Linked DNA regions of Mus musculus: regions 1 and 3 are each linked to region 2. Evidence: chromatin contacts called from public HiChIP or PLAC-seq and promoter capture Hi-C data. All regions are on one chromosome and are shown on one strand. The core of a region is the stretch at or near the end of the contact, and the rest is flanking DNA. Distances in the headings are between cores, read along the strand shown.

Region 1 (4,101 bases), core at 426-2,925, 1.1 Mb before region 2:
CTGGTCTCAGACTCAGAAATCCACCTGCCTCTGCCTCCCAAGTGCTGGGATTAAAGGTGTGCACCACCACTGCCCGGAGATGATGGATGTCTTAAAGTTAGGATAGAAAACAAAACAAAACAAAACAAAACAAAACAAACAAACAAACAAAAACCCCCACTTCTGACTACACTTGCCCCTTCTCACATGAATGAACAGGAGTTTCAAGAAACATTGTTTTTTGACTTTTTTTAATAGCCATTTGAGTTACTCTTTTGTACTTACTATAATTTCAGAGATGCCATGAGTAGATTTTTCCTTGGAACAATGTTGTCCACATTAGAAATAAAATGTATGTTGTAGGAATTACAAAGAGCAGGACATAAAATTGCAAGAGAAACAAAAATCCAAAACTAATGTCTGAATGGGTTAAATACATACTCTTGCCTTTTCTCTCTTTATAGACCAGGGTATCCTTGAACTCAGAGAGATCAGCCTACTTACGCCTCCAGAGTGCTAAGAGGCAAGAGACACTTGACCTAGCCTTCACTTTTTCTTAACTTATAAACCAAGAATCTACCAGGAGAGCAGCAATAGGTTAAAAACCGTGTTTCCAGCCTTGTTCCTCTTTGGACTCAATTTGTCAAGGGTTTATTTTTGATTCTTTTCTTTTCTTTTTCTTTTTCTTTTTCTTTCTTTTCTTTTCTTTTTTTTTCTTTTTCTTTTTTGGTTTTTCGACTTATTCCTGATTCTTGAGGAGTGATTTAGCTACAGAACTCCTGGGCTCTGCTCTGTTCATGTGAGGGTAGTCAGTTTCTTTAGAATTCGTGGAGAGTTTGTTTGGTATCTTAAGTAACTAGAATTAGGTTTTACTTCTAGGCTCCTCTCACTTTTTCTCTGTCCAACTTCTTATTTGTGTTTATTCTAGAAATATCTCATTATTATTAAAAGGCCCTGTCTTTTCCTTGTCAGTGTCTCTATGAAGACTCCCAAGGCACTCCAAATTAAAGCCTTAAGTCAGTTTGAGCAGTGTGTCTAGTCTCTGGGCTCTTGGGGGAACATTAAGCTCTGCTGTGACCCTAGGCAACTTTTCCTAGAAGATTCCAGCAGGGGCGCCTGGTGCGAAAAATGTCATCTCCGCTGACCTGGGACCCAGAGTCTTGGGTTGAGACCCTTATTGATTGAACCACCTCTTAGCGCCATGCCAGTGGCTCAGTCCACTGCCCTACCTTGGCCATTCATTATGTAGAGTGCTTTCACGTTGAGTTCCAAGTCTCTTGGTCCTTCCTCCCCACACACCAAACAGAACATGTACCTCTCCAGGGCAGCGTGGGTAAACCTAGCTCCAGGTTTTGCAGTAGCTTTCACCCACTCCTCACACCCAGAAAGAAAACCTACAGCTTATGACTCCACAATTGCTCCGTGAGCCTAGGCTTCAAATCCCTGGGGGCCTCCCAGATTCAAGCTCATTCACATTCAATCTCATCCTCCCACAGTCTCTTTCTCTCTCCCCAGACTCCTAACAAGACAAGACGATCCTCCCCAGAGGCGCTCTCTTTCATTCATCCCCTCCCAACTCACACACACACACACACACACACACACACACACACACACACACACACACACTCGCGTGAGCACACACTCTCACACACCGACCCAGACAGCCCACCGCACTTTCCAGACACCCACCTCCTGCATACTCCCCTCCCCTAAAAGACATTCACCCACTCACCAGCTGTAGCCTCTTCCATCCCCCGCCCTCCGCCCGGCTCCCCCTCCTCAAGAAGCCGACCCTCGCGCTAGGAGGTAGGGACCCCTGGCAGACGCACTGCACGGGCGCGCCGCGCTGACCTCCGCCCGCCCTGCACGCAGATTAACAAAGGCGACAGCGAGCCCCAGTCCGAAAGCAGAAAGCCGGCCGCGGGGTCCGGAGCCTGCGCCCGGTCAGTCGGGGAGAGAGCCGCGCGGGCTGCTCTGAAGTCGCAGGATACAGCCGGAGCTGCCAGATCTCTCTCAAGCGGCGCTGCTGGGACGCTGGCCGCACCATGGGCTGCTGCACCGGGCGCTGCTCGCTGGTCTGTCTCTGCGCACTGCAGCTGGTAAGTGCCCAGTGCGTCCGGGTCTGGAAACAGCCCGCTTTTCGGACTGGCTTGTAGGGCTCTGTCCCTGGATCCGAAGCTCCCGGCTAAAGACCGGTGAGCCGGCAGAGCGCATCAGAGGGATCCCCCACCCTCTCTGTCCCTTCCAGGTTATCTGTGCCTCCCGCCTGGTAGCTCTTGCCCGCAGGAGGGCGCGGTCTCACTTCTGGTCCCACGCGCTTGGGTTCACTGCGCCCCCACCCGGCATCGCCACGCGGTCGGGGGCAGCTGGGGTGGCGTTCCAGGAGAGAGCATTTTCCCCGCCCCTCTCTTGGACACCTAGCGTGTGCATCCTCTGCAATTCTGCTTAAGTTATGCCTGGGTTTGGAGCTTGCTCTTATTGGGACGGTTTTCTGGAGATAGGTTCTTGTTTGGTTAGAAGGTGCTTGAGGGCAGCTAGTTACTGAGAGAGCTACAATCTCACCTCTCTTTCAGTATCTGGAAGGCGATCGTAGAGGAGTGGAGTACTCCAGGAACATGTGGTTGTGCTTGGGAACCACAAGTTCAGCCTCTGCCTTTTCAGTTCCTCTTTTGATTTTCTTGAAATGCTGCGTGCTCAGGATGCGACGGACTGACAGCTGTCTTTGGGGAGTGAACAGAGCAAAGAAGGGAACCCGGCTTCTGTTTGGCTTGGCCCCTTGCCCAGGGAGTGAGTGGAATAGGAAGTTGGAAATCAGGGTGCAAAGATAAAAGACCTTTCTGATTCTATGCAAATACTCTGGGTCCTATTGTCATTAGGATTGATTCTGTGGTCTGTTTCGTGGTTACCAGAAGTCAAGGCTGCAATCTCCTGTGCTAGACTTTTGTGAGTGAGATTCATAGTCTTTTTTTTTTTTTTCCCTCCTAGTTCAGGGAGCAGACCTTGTAGGCTCCCCGCGGCACTTCCTTTCTTTGAAGCATTGCGTTTGTTTTGTCAGAACCCACAAAGGTGTAAGTTGTGTATTTTGACAAGGCTTTCAGAGAACTTTACCTAATGGTGATAGCTCTAGCAGGGCTCATTAACGGGAAGAAGTAATAATGAGGCTCAGTAGTTAGTCCTTGTTCACTGGAGGTTTTTAAACATTCTCACTTTTCCAGTTTCCCCCCAAAGCTTCACTGTATATGTGCTTATTCTTCTGTAATCATACACGCAAAACAGATAAATCCGGAAGACTATTGGATAGCCTATTCCACAATGTGTTTGAAATAACAATAATTTAAAACTTACACATGAGCATGATATTTTTTTTCTTTAGCTGGGGTGAAAACCCTCAAAAGAAAGCTTACATACTGATTTTTTTAAAAAGTGAACTCGGCTTTTAAATTAAAAAAAAAAAGGAATAAATTCGGTCAACTCTTGTTTCTCTAAGGCACACTGGATTGTGTGACCTGTAAAGGCATACTTTAGTGTTACATTCATATTGCACGTAAGGGTTTCACACAATCATAATTCAATTCACCAATTTCACTAATTTGCCCATGAGGAACTCATAGAGTTTTTTTTTTCCCCCCAAAGTAAGTTGTAGTATGGTAGAGGTGGAGACACGATCATACGAATTTCATAACTGGATCCTAACCAAAAGAAAGTATATGTGTTGTCTAGGTAAGAGTTTCTACCTCTATGATAAGACACTAACACACAAATCCATAACACAGTCTGTCATCAACATGAGGGTGGGAACTCAAGACAGGAATCTGAAAGCAGAGCCTGAATCAGACACCTTGGGGAGTGGGAGTGATGCTTACTGGGTTACTCCTGTGATTTTCTCAGCCTGCTTTCTTATTCAAGTCCAGAGCAGCCAGTCCAGAGGTGTCACCCCTCACAGTGCGCTGGACCTTCCCACATCAATCAGTAACTAAGAGAATGTGCAGGATAAGCTGGCAGGGGTGTTCACCCATCTGAGGTTTTTCTCTTCTGAAATGACTCCAACTTGTGTTGAGTTGACAAGACAAACTAGCCAGCATTCTTCTCTACCACATTATTAAATTAGTGCATGATAGC
Region 2 (4,117 bases), core at 70-2,569:
AGCTCCGGTCACTAGGTATGAGCCAGCGTAAACTCCATTTCCCTTAAGTTGTTTTGGACCAGTCATTTATCACAGCAAGAGGAATAGGTTGAAGAAAAGTAAAATTGTCATGTACATTTTTGAGAGATTTTTGTGCACCATAGGCATATGCCCCTAACTTATATGTAAAATTAGGGGCTAGTAACTAATGGACCAGAGTGGAAAAGAATGAACGTTTGTTCATTCAAGTGGTATTTACTGAGTCCTACAAATACTCATGGAGCCTTAGTGTTCTTCTTGGTAGACTACTTTTTTCTCTTCTTCAAAAGTTGCAGCAACAACGGAGTGAATCAGAAAGGTGGTTTAATGTTAACAAGATATTTAGAACAGAAATGTTACAAGGTGATTAGGCTGAGAACTTGTTACCTATGGAGTAGTGAAGTTAAAGGTGTCACAGGCAACAAGAAGCCAGGATTCGTGAACTTTTCTGACAAGAGAACTAGTCGGCTCTGGGGTGGGTTTAAATTAATTTGTGAGGTCTAGCTGAGGTGTTTGGCTAAATGTACTATTTATTCTGGAAGAACTTTTGTTCTTTCTCTGAAGTAGAATGGCGGGCCATATGGTGAGTAATGTGGTCATTACACTGCAGTGTGACCTTTCTCGCAATGTAAATTACCAACAGCTCTTTTCTAAACCAGTTGACTCATTGTGTCAAAGAGTCAAGAGACAGCTACCTTTCAGAATTACTGTGTCCATTAACTGTACGAAAAGGGATATATGCACTTGCTCAATCAGTAGTAGCTTTGTCCCTGGGCCACTGTGGTGCCAAGAGAAAGGAACAATTTCATTACCAACACAATGGTCTCGTGTGACTACCATTACTAATGGACCCTAAATCAAATATTAAAGCGAGGTCAAGGGGTTTTCCTTCGCAGCCTACTTTGGCTGCGAAAGCACGGACGTGCCTGGAGGGTCTTCCCTGAGGTTATGCAGGAAGCTCTGCAGCTGACTGAACAGACCAGGTAGCTGCTGTTCACAAGTCACCACCGGCTTCCCGGCGGCTGCCCCGCCCCCTTTCCGGCTCTGGCTCCACCTCCTCTCCCTTATTGGTTGGCGTGCCTCTCCGCCTGACCGCCTGGAAGACCCGGAGGAGCGGAGTGGCCCCTAGGCGGGCTGGGCGCGCGCTCGCTGCGCATGCTCGAGGGCAGCTGGATTCCCGGTCTGGACCAGAGGCTCAGAGCGGCCCCGGCGGGGAGGCGCGCCCGTGCGCGGCAGCGGCAGCGGAGTCGCGAGCACGCTGCGCGCTCCCGAGGAAGGGAGGTGTAGGCCGGGGTGGGTGGGGGGAGGGCCGGGTGTCGGCGCGCTTGGCGTGCGGGATCCGAGTGGCTGCGGGCGGCCTGAGCTGCCCGGCCGACGCCTGCTGCGAGATGGCGATCTTGGGCGCGGAGGGCTGAGGAGGCGCCGCCGCGGTGGCTGCGGGCCCCGGGAGCCGCAGCTTTGCGCGGGTAAGTACAGCGGGGCTCTGGAGGGCGGCCGGGCCGGAGTTCGCCGGGGTGGGGTCGCCGGGCTTGCCCCGAGCTGGCCCTGGCACCGGCCTGTGCGGGTGACACCGGAGCCCGGCGAAGTGGCTCGGTGACTGCAGTGCTCAGCCTCCTGACCGGCGGCTTGCTGGCGTCCCAGCTTCCCCGCCTCAGAACTGCTGCCCTGACTTTCACCCGGATCCCACCGGCGCGAGCCGGGACGCCAGCCTCAGAACGTCCTTTTCTGACACGTTTTTAGCATTCAGCTTTTTTTTTTTTTTCACTGACTCCGCACCTCCTCTCACCAACAATCTTAATCTCCACCTTTGGTGACCTGGTAGGTTCAAGTGACCTTGCAAAATTTTCTAATCCTCATCTCGTGATTTGGGTCCTTTTCCTTTAAATCTTCTTTTAAAATGTAGTATTGTTAGGATTTGGTACTTTGCCCGTCGCCTTTAGCCTTTACAGTCCTTAAATGATCAGTTTGTGGCTTAGGGCTGTATGGCTTTCTACTCATCGGTTTGGAGTTGTAAGTTCTTTTGCTCTAAGCGATTCCTCTTCATTATTACCAAAAAGAAGGTGTATCTATTATGCTTTTGAAATATTTTACTCGTCCACCATAAAATATTTCACAAATGTCTGTGTTTTCCCTGTTAATGTTTCATCTTTTTGTGTGCATAAAATTGAATTCCTCCCCCTAAAATGCCGCTACTTAGAGTTATGGAAAAAAATGCCAGAGTTACCTTCCCACTCCCCATTTGGTGTTTTTTTTACCCCTGATGAAATACCCTGTTCACAGTTGTCTGTAGGTTTCTGTAAGAGTTTTTGCTTATGTATAAATCCACTTAACATGTCTCACCAAGTCTGTATGTAACTGCTAGTAAAACTCTCCTTTTAAAAAAGACATTCTTTCATTTATCTAACTTCCTTGAGCCATAAAACTATGTGCTTAAGCTGACTGAAAATTACCATTTTTTAAATAACTAGTTAACATTTTAAATTCAAAGATAATGTCCAAGTGTTGGAGCTGTTGAAATTGAGATGCTTGAGAAATGTGACTTAGCTCTTTGAGACATAGATTATTAACATTTCCAAATAATTCTTCACGTAAAATGTAGAGCTGCTTTTAAGACACTGTACTTTTGAAACCCAGGGCATGGCTGATCAGGTCTCTTGCCTTCAAAGAGATGGTAATCTCTTGAGTTGGCTGAAATTTCTGTTACATCCTTGCACAATTATTAAGCATCAACTGCATGACAGTGAGGTATTTGGAGGTATATGTAGATCAAATGGTTAGCAGCTTCTGTCTTTGCAGGCTATGGAGGAGGTATGTGTGTTGGGTTATATACCGATGCTCCTTTTATGTCCCTGTGAATAAATGGCAGGATCTCACTACAAAGCCCAGTCTGGCCTTGAACTTGCCATCTTCCTGCCTCTGAGGTCATAGGTCTATGCCACCATGCCCAGAATACCTTTGTGTGCGTGTGTGTATGTTTCATAAATATATAAAATTGTCTCAAGTCGAGTTCAGAGAGGGTACTTCTTACATGAGTTAAGGGGTTTTGTATTTTGAGGACTCTGGACTGAAGGGTGGCATGAAGGATGACAAGAAGTCAACAAGGAACTGTAGTTCATGTAGAGGACTCTAAGAGGGTTTGGATGGAGTCTGCAGGATTTCGGATATAGGGTAAGAAAATTTGAAATAAAAACCAAGACCAGTAACAAGGTGGTTTTTCTTTCTTTAGTTTTGTTTTGGAACAGGTCTTGCTACGTAGATGTGACTGTTCTGGAACTTGCTTGCCCTGTGGATCAGGTTAGCCTTGAACTCAGAGATCTACCTATCTCCCTCTGCCTTCCCAGCCTTAGAATTAAAGGGTTCGCTACCACTCTTGGCCCAAGAGTTATTATTAAATTGAGATGAATTTCAGGTTACTAGACAGTGTGGGGCCCACAGGAGATTGTTGAGTTTAAGAAACAATTTTACACCTTGGCTTAGAAAAATTAATCTAGTGGCATTGTGTAGTATGAATTGAGGTAGGAGGAACCTGGAAATTCATAAATTACCCCAGGATTTCCATCATTACAGATAGCAGGGGTCTGACCAAGTGGAAAGGACAGGAAAGCAGGATAGAATTTGGCAATCAAGTTAAAGTTAAAATAATTGCCAAGATGACTCAGTGGGTAAAGGTGTTTGCTGCCAATCCTGGTGACCTACACTTGATCATAAAACCCCCTTGGTAGAAAAGTAATCTACTCTCCAAAGTTGTTGTCCTCTGACCCTTATACTTGCACAGTGACACAAACACATCCTCTTCCCTTCACAAATTTTTTTTTTTTAGAAGTCGGGGTCTTACTGTGTTGCTGTGGCTGCTTTGGAACTCACTGTGTACACCAGGCTGGCCTCGAACTCACAGAGATCCACCTGCCTCTGCCTTCTGAGTGCTGGGATTAAGGCGTGCATCACTATGCCCAGCTGAAATAATTGTTTTTTTTAAAGTTAAAATAATGATTCTGACCCATGTCCATCGGGAAAGTGATGGTAGCATAGAAGTGTTATCTTTAGCAGGCCTGTATGATGTTCATAGGCTTTGGGGAATTACTAACTAAAGAAACTAAAG
Region 3 (4,021 bases), core at 272-2,771, 2.0 Mb before region 2:
TGTCCCTGCGTGGCCTTGTCTTCATTTGCGTAGACCTGAGACCTTTGACCTGGCCTGGCTTTCCCATTGATGTAAACAACGAATTCTGTGACTTTCATAATGCCACTGGTATGCACTTTGCACTTATCCAACAAACTGGGGTGAACAGCAGAAAGGGAGGCAAGGAACCCTTTGTATCCACCATTCCCACTTTTCAGGTCTGGAGAACCAGGCTCCAAGGAATTCAGAAAAGGTATCTCGAGTCTTGTGAGCACAAGTTTCCAACAGAGGGCAGCTTAATAAGCGACTTTAAGGGCCCTCTTCAAACTTGCAACAGAGTTGTTACTTTGCTCCCCTGACATCCGGTAGCCAGAGCCTCTCCAGGTTCTGGCGGGATAACTGCAACTTCTTGGTCAAGGCCACAGGGAGGAAGCAGTGAGCGCTTTGCTCAGGGTCCTCTGTTCTACTTTCTGTGAGCACTGGATGAAGTGGGGGGTGGGAACAAGATGGGGGTGAGGACACCACAGCATTGGGGCCTCTGCAGGAGTTTCTTGGTGGCTCCAGTAATGGCAGCGTGGGGTTTGGGGAAAGGTGCCCAGGATTGACCCAAATACCCTCTAGGGCACTCCTTTCCCCGTTGGGAGACGGAGAGATGACTTTGGTGGTGGTGGTTTGCTTTAAAAATAAGGTTTAAAACAATATCCTTTTGGTTATGGAGAAATTAGTGTCAGGACTTTCTAACCACCCCCCCCCCCATTTCAACTTAAAGCAAAACAAGGTTTGAATTGATTGCCGGTGGGAAGACGTGATTAATAATCCCGAAGGAGAACTTCCCAGGTCTTCAACGCTGCAGCTCCATCCGCAGAGCAGATCTCCTACGAAGCTGTTGGCTTTGTGGCCGCTTCCTACTCTCAGAGAAAGTGTGGACCCTGAGTGCTACAGGGAGATGGAGACGTAATACTCAGTTGGCTTTCGCCCTCTCAAATACTTCTGGTGGTTTCATATTTGGGGGTAGATCGAGGTCTAGGAAAGAACTAAAGCGGTTCTAAACTGTGGACTGGCCTGAACCCAATCCCTGAAATGGTACTATGGTCGTTATTTAAAAAGTGTAGGTATTTTCTGGTGTTTTCCCATCAAGTACCTGCCTAATTTCTGTATGGCACACGCCAGAAATCAATAGAAGTTAACAAGTCCTCCAAACAGTCCCCGTCCCTTTGTTTAATCTCCTTTACAATAAAGCCAAGGGGAGAGAATTAAGAATCTTTGAAGTAGACCAAGGCTCAAAGGAATCAGCCAAGTAGACTTAAAGTAGTCACTTATTTCCCAAAACTGGTTTGTCGGTGAACAATAAAAGGAAGTAAAATTTATGGAGAAATTATACAGTGGATTTGTCACTTAAAATATCGTAACTGTCTCAGGGACAATACCCCATGCTGAGGATTAATGGTCCCGCCGGACCTTTGATTCACCAGCGCCTTTTCTTCGCCCTTGACAAATTGGATTTTTAGGAATGGGAAGGTCGCCTGGACCATTGTGTGCTAGCCATTCAGAGGCCTCGATTATGCAGGGGGCTGAGGGAACCACTCCATGTGACCCTCTCGGGTGGGACTCTGCAGCTGCTTCACAGCGCAACTCTCTCACCAAACTCCGCGCCCTTGCGCTCGCAGTGCCAAAAGGCGCCCGCCCGGATTGAAAAGGCGCAGTGCATGCCCGCCCACGTCACTCCGCGGACAGAAGACGCACGTCGGGGTGCGGGTCCCTCCTCTGCATGCGGCTGCTCCTGGTTCTGTCACTTGCGCCCCGTGGAGGACCCCGCGAGCCCCAGCGTCTGCCTGGCGGCGGTGGCAACAATGCACGGAACTTCTCGCACTTCGGCCACCAGCGTGAACGCTGACTGCTGCATCCCGGCTGGCTTGCGCCTTGGGCCGGTGCCTGGCACCTTCAAGCTGGGCAAGTACCTGTCAGATCGCAGGGAACCAGGGCCCAAGAAAAAGGTACTGGGCCATTCTGGATCTCCGTCCCTTGCCTCTCACCTCCTATTTCCCTGATCCAGAAAAAGGGGTAGAGACGAGCAGCAGAGAAAAGGGATACCTGATAAATCTGCAGGACAGAATTATCTGATTATCCTTAGCAAGTCTGATAACTGAGCTGGACGTGGGGCCGGCTAACGGGAGGGCAGAGCTAAGCTGGAACAGACCTTAGTGCGCCAGGGTCTGTAGGTATGGGGGGCCTCTGGGAACCGGTGATTTCTCAGCGCTCCAGGATGTCCTCAGCAAGGTGATGGAGACTCCTAGCTCCCACCTCAGTCTTTGCCTTCCTTGCAAAGGTACCATTTTCGTTGTAGTCATAGGACGGAGAGGACTTTTCTCCTCTTCTCTTTACTAATATGAAGCTTACATTTTTGTTTTAAACAATTTAATTCCATTTCACCGAAGAGATAGTCCTTGGGAGGCTCTTAGATCTGGGAATATATCCCCACTCAAACCCCTTTTGCTTGTAGGTTTGTGTAGGAGATGGAGAGGGGATGAGCAAGGTGATTAATTTTGATGTCTGTTGAGAGGTAGGGGAGCCCACCCTCGAAAGAACACCTAGTTAAACCTTGTGGCTGGCTCTTAGAGTCTGAGGCCCCAGGTACAACTCTCCCACTCTGACCCCCCTAACCTCAACACACCCCCAGGATCCCTGACCAGAGAGGGAAAGTAAAGACTCTTGATCGCAGCGGGTGGGGTGGGGGGCGCTTTAGTAGCCAAGGACTGGCAGACAGCAACCAGGGAATGAAATGGAACGCTTGTTTAAAAGAGAAAGACCTTGGTTTTAGTAACCTCCTAGAGCTTTCTTATAAGAAGTATCTTTCATAGGAGGAGCAGGGCCAGCATCTTTCTCCGGTGCTAGAAAGCCCGGTGTCTCTCATCCCAGGCAACACCGGGTTTTGAAGCTCACCACGCCTCTCTCTTTAAACGCAATTTAATTGCTTTTAAATGGCCTGCTAGCTGCAGGCAAAATTTCTCCGTGCTCGCTTTGTTCTGAGCATCTCACTGCTGAGTTCACTTGCAGCCTAGTACGGTACTAGAGAATCGGGAGGCTGAGAAACAGGGTAGGAGTACTGCATCAGGCTTCAGGACCTGCTTGAACTTAGAAACCACTTCTCTCTCAGTGTTAAGGATCCCAGAACATCACTTAGGGAAGAGCTGGTGAGTTTTGCAATAAGATGCATCCTGGAGCTCTGAGAGGACGCTTTTTCCAGCTGGTGTTTCCAAGGTGTGTGTGTGTGTGTGTGTGTGTGTGTGTGTGTGTGTGTGTGTGCTGCTGTTGTTGTTGTTGTTGGTGGTGGTGGTGATACTGTCTACTATCCAGACTCCTTTATTTTTCCACTCTCTAAGCTGGGGCCCTGAGCAGCTACTAGAGGCTGGGTCAAAGAGAACACATCTGCTTTCCTGAGCTCCGTGGGCTGTAGGATAAACTTTCCTCTGAGCTGTGAGCCTGGCTGTGGCACATTGGGTAATGACCACTGCTTGTATTGCAGGTGCGCATGGTGAGAGGGGAGCTGGTGGACGAGTCAGGGGGCTCCCCTCTGGAGTGGATAGGGTTAATCCGGGCAGCCAGGAATCCCCAGGAACAGACTCTGGAAGCTATTGCAGACTTACCAGGAGGACAGGTACTGTCAGAGCCCCTCATTGTTATTAATTCCAGTTTCATCTACTAATGGTCCCTAAGGCAGCCAAGCATTTCATGAGCAAAGAACTTTGAAAGGCAAGAATTCTCTCCTCAACATCCCAATGACCTTGTAAGGAAGATACTTTTGCTTTGTCATTTAAAAGATGAAGGATGAGATTCCAAGTTATCCAGCAGCATCTCCAGGATCACAGTACCAGTCTTTTAATCTTTATTCCCAGTCATCCAGGAAATAACACAGCACCTTATTTATTTATTTATTTATTTATTTATTTATTTATTTTTGTATCCTAGATCTTCTATCGGGCATTGCGAGACGTCCAGCCTGGGGAAGAGCTGACTGTGTGGTATTCTAACTCCTTGGCTCAGT

The links. Promoter capture Hi-C pulls out the DNA fragments that hold promoters and counts their contacts. HiChIP or PLAC-seq counts read pairs in DNA pulled down with a chosen protein or histone mark.
Region 1: an H3K4me3 HiChIP or PLAC-seq map of forebrain shows a contact between it and region 2, with 5 times the contacts expected there. The contact joins the promoter of Nkain3 here to the promoter of Wwp1 in region 2. A contact is called at or near these places in 4 of 39 promoter capture datasets (cranial neural crest, frontonasal cranial neural crest, hippocampal neurons and 1 more), 1 of 484 Hi-C or Micro-C datasets (uterus) and 3 of 115 datasets of contacts at active chromatin or transcription factors (astrocytes, embryonic stem cells and forebrain).
Region 3: a promoter capture Hi-C map of embryonic stem cells shows a contact between it and region 2, with 6 times the contacts expected there. The contact joins the promoter of Prdm13 here to the promoter of Wwp1 in region 2. A contact is called at or near these places in 7 of 39 promoter capture datasets (cranial neural crest, embryonic stem cells, hippocampal neurons and 3 more), 1 of 15 datasets of contacts at CTCF or cohesin (large pre-B cells), 1 of 484 Hi-C or Micro-C datasets (CD4 T cells), 5 of 115 datasets of contacts at active chromatin or transcription factors (astrocytes, embryonic forebrain, large pre-B cells and 2 more) and 1 of 9 other capture datasets (adipose tissue).

What each region holds. Positions count from the first base shown.
Region 1 is chr4:20,776,242-20,780,342 of GRCm38.p6, reverse strand. It overlaps Nkain3 (Na+/K+ transporting ATPase interacting 3), which reads left to right and starts at 1,675. Exons shown (of 6, transcript NM_001290410.1): 1 at 1,675-2,081. The coding sequence starts at 2,028.
Region 2 is chr4:19,706,206-19,710,322 of GRCm38.p6, reverse strand. Wwp1 (WW domain containing E3 ubiquitin protein ligase 1) reads left to right here and starts at 1,319. Exons shown (of 25, transcript NM_177327.5): 1 at 1,319-1,484.
Region 3 is chr4:21,683,463-21,687,483 of GRCm38.p6, reverse strand. Prdm13 (PR domain containing 13) reads left to right here and starts at 1,521. Exons shown (of 4, transcript NM_001080771.1): 1 at 1,521-1,973; 2 at 3,503-3,634; 3 at 3,946-4,021. The coding sequence starts at 1,686.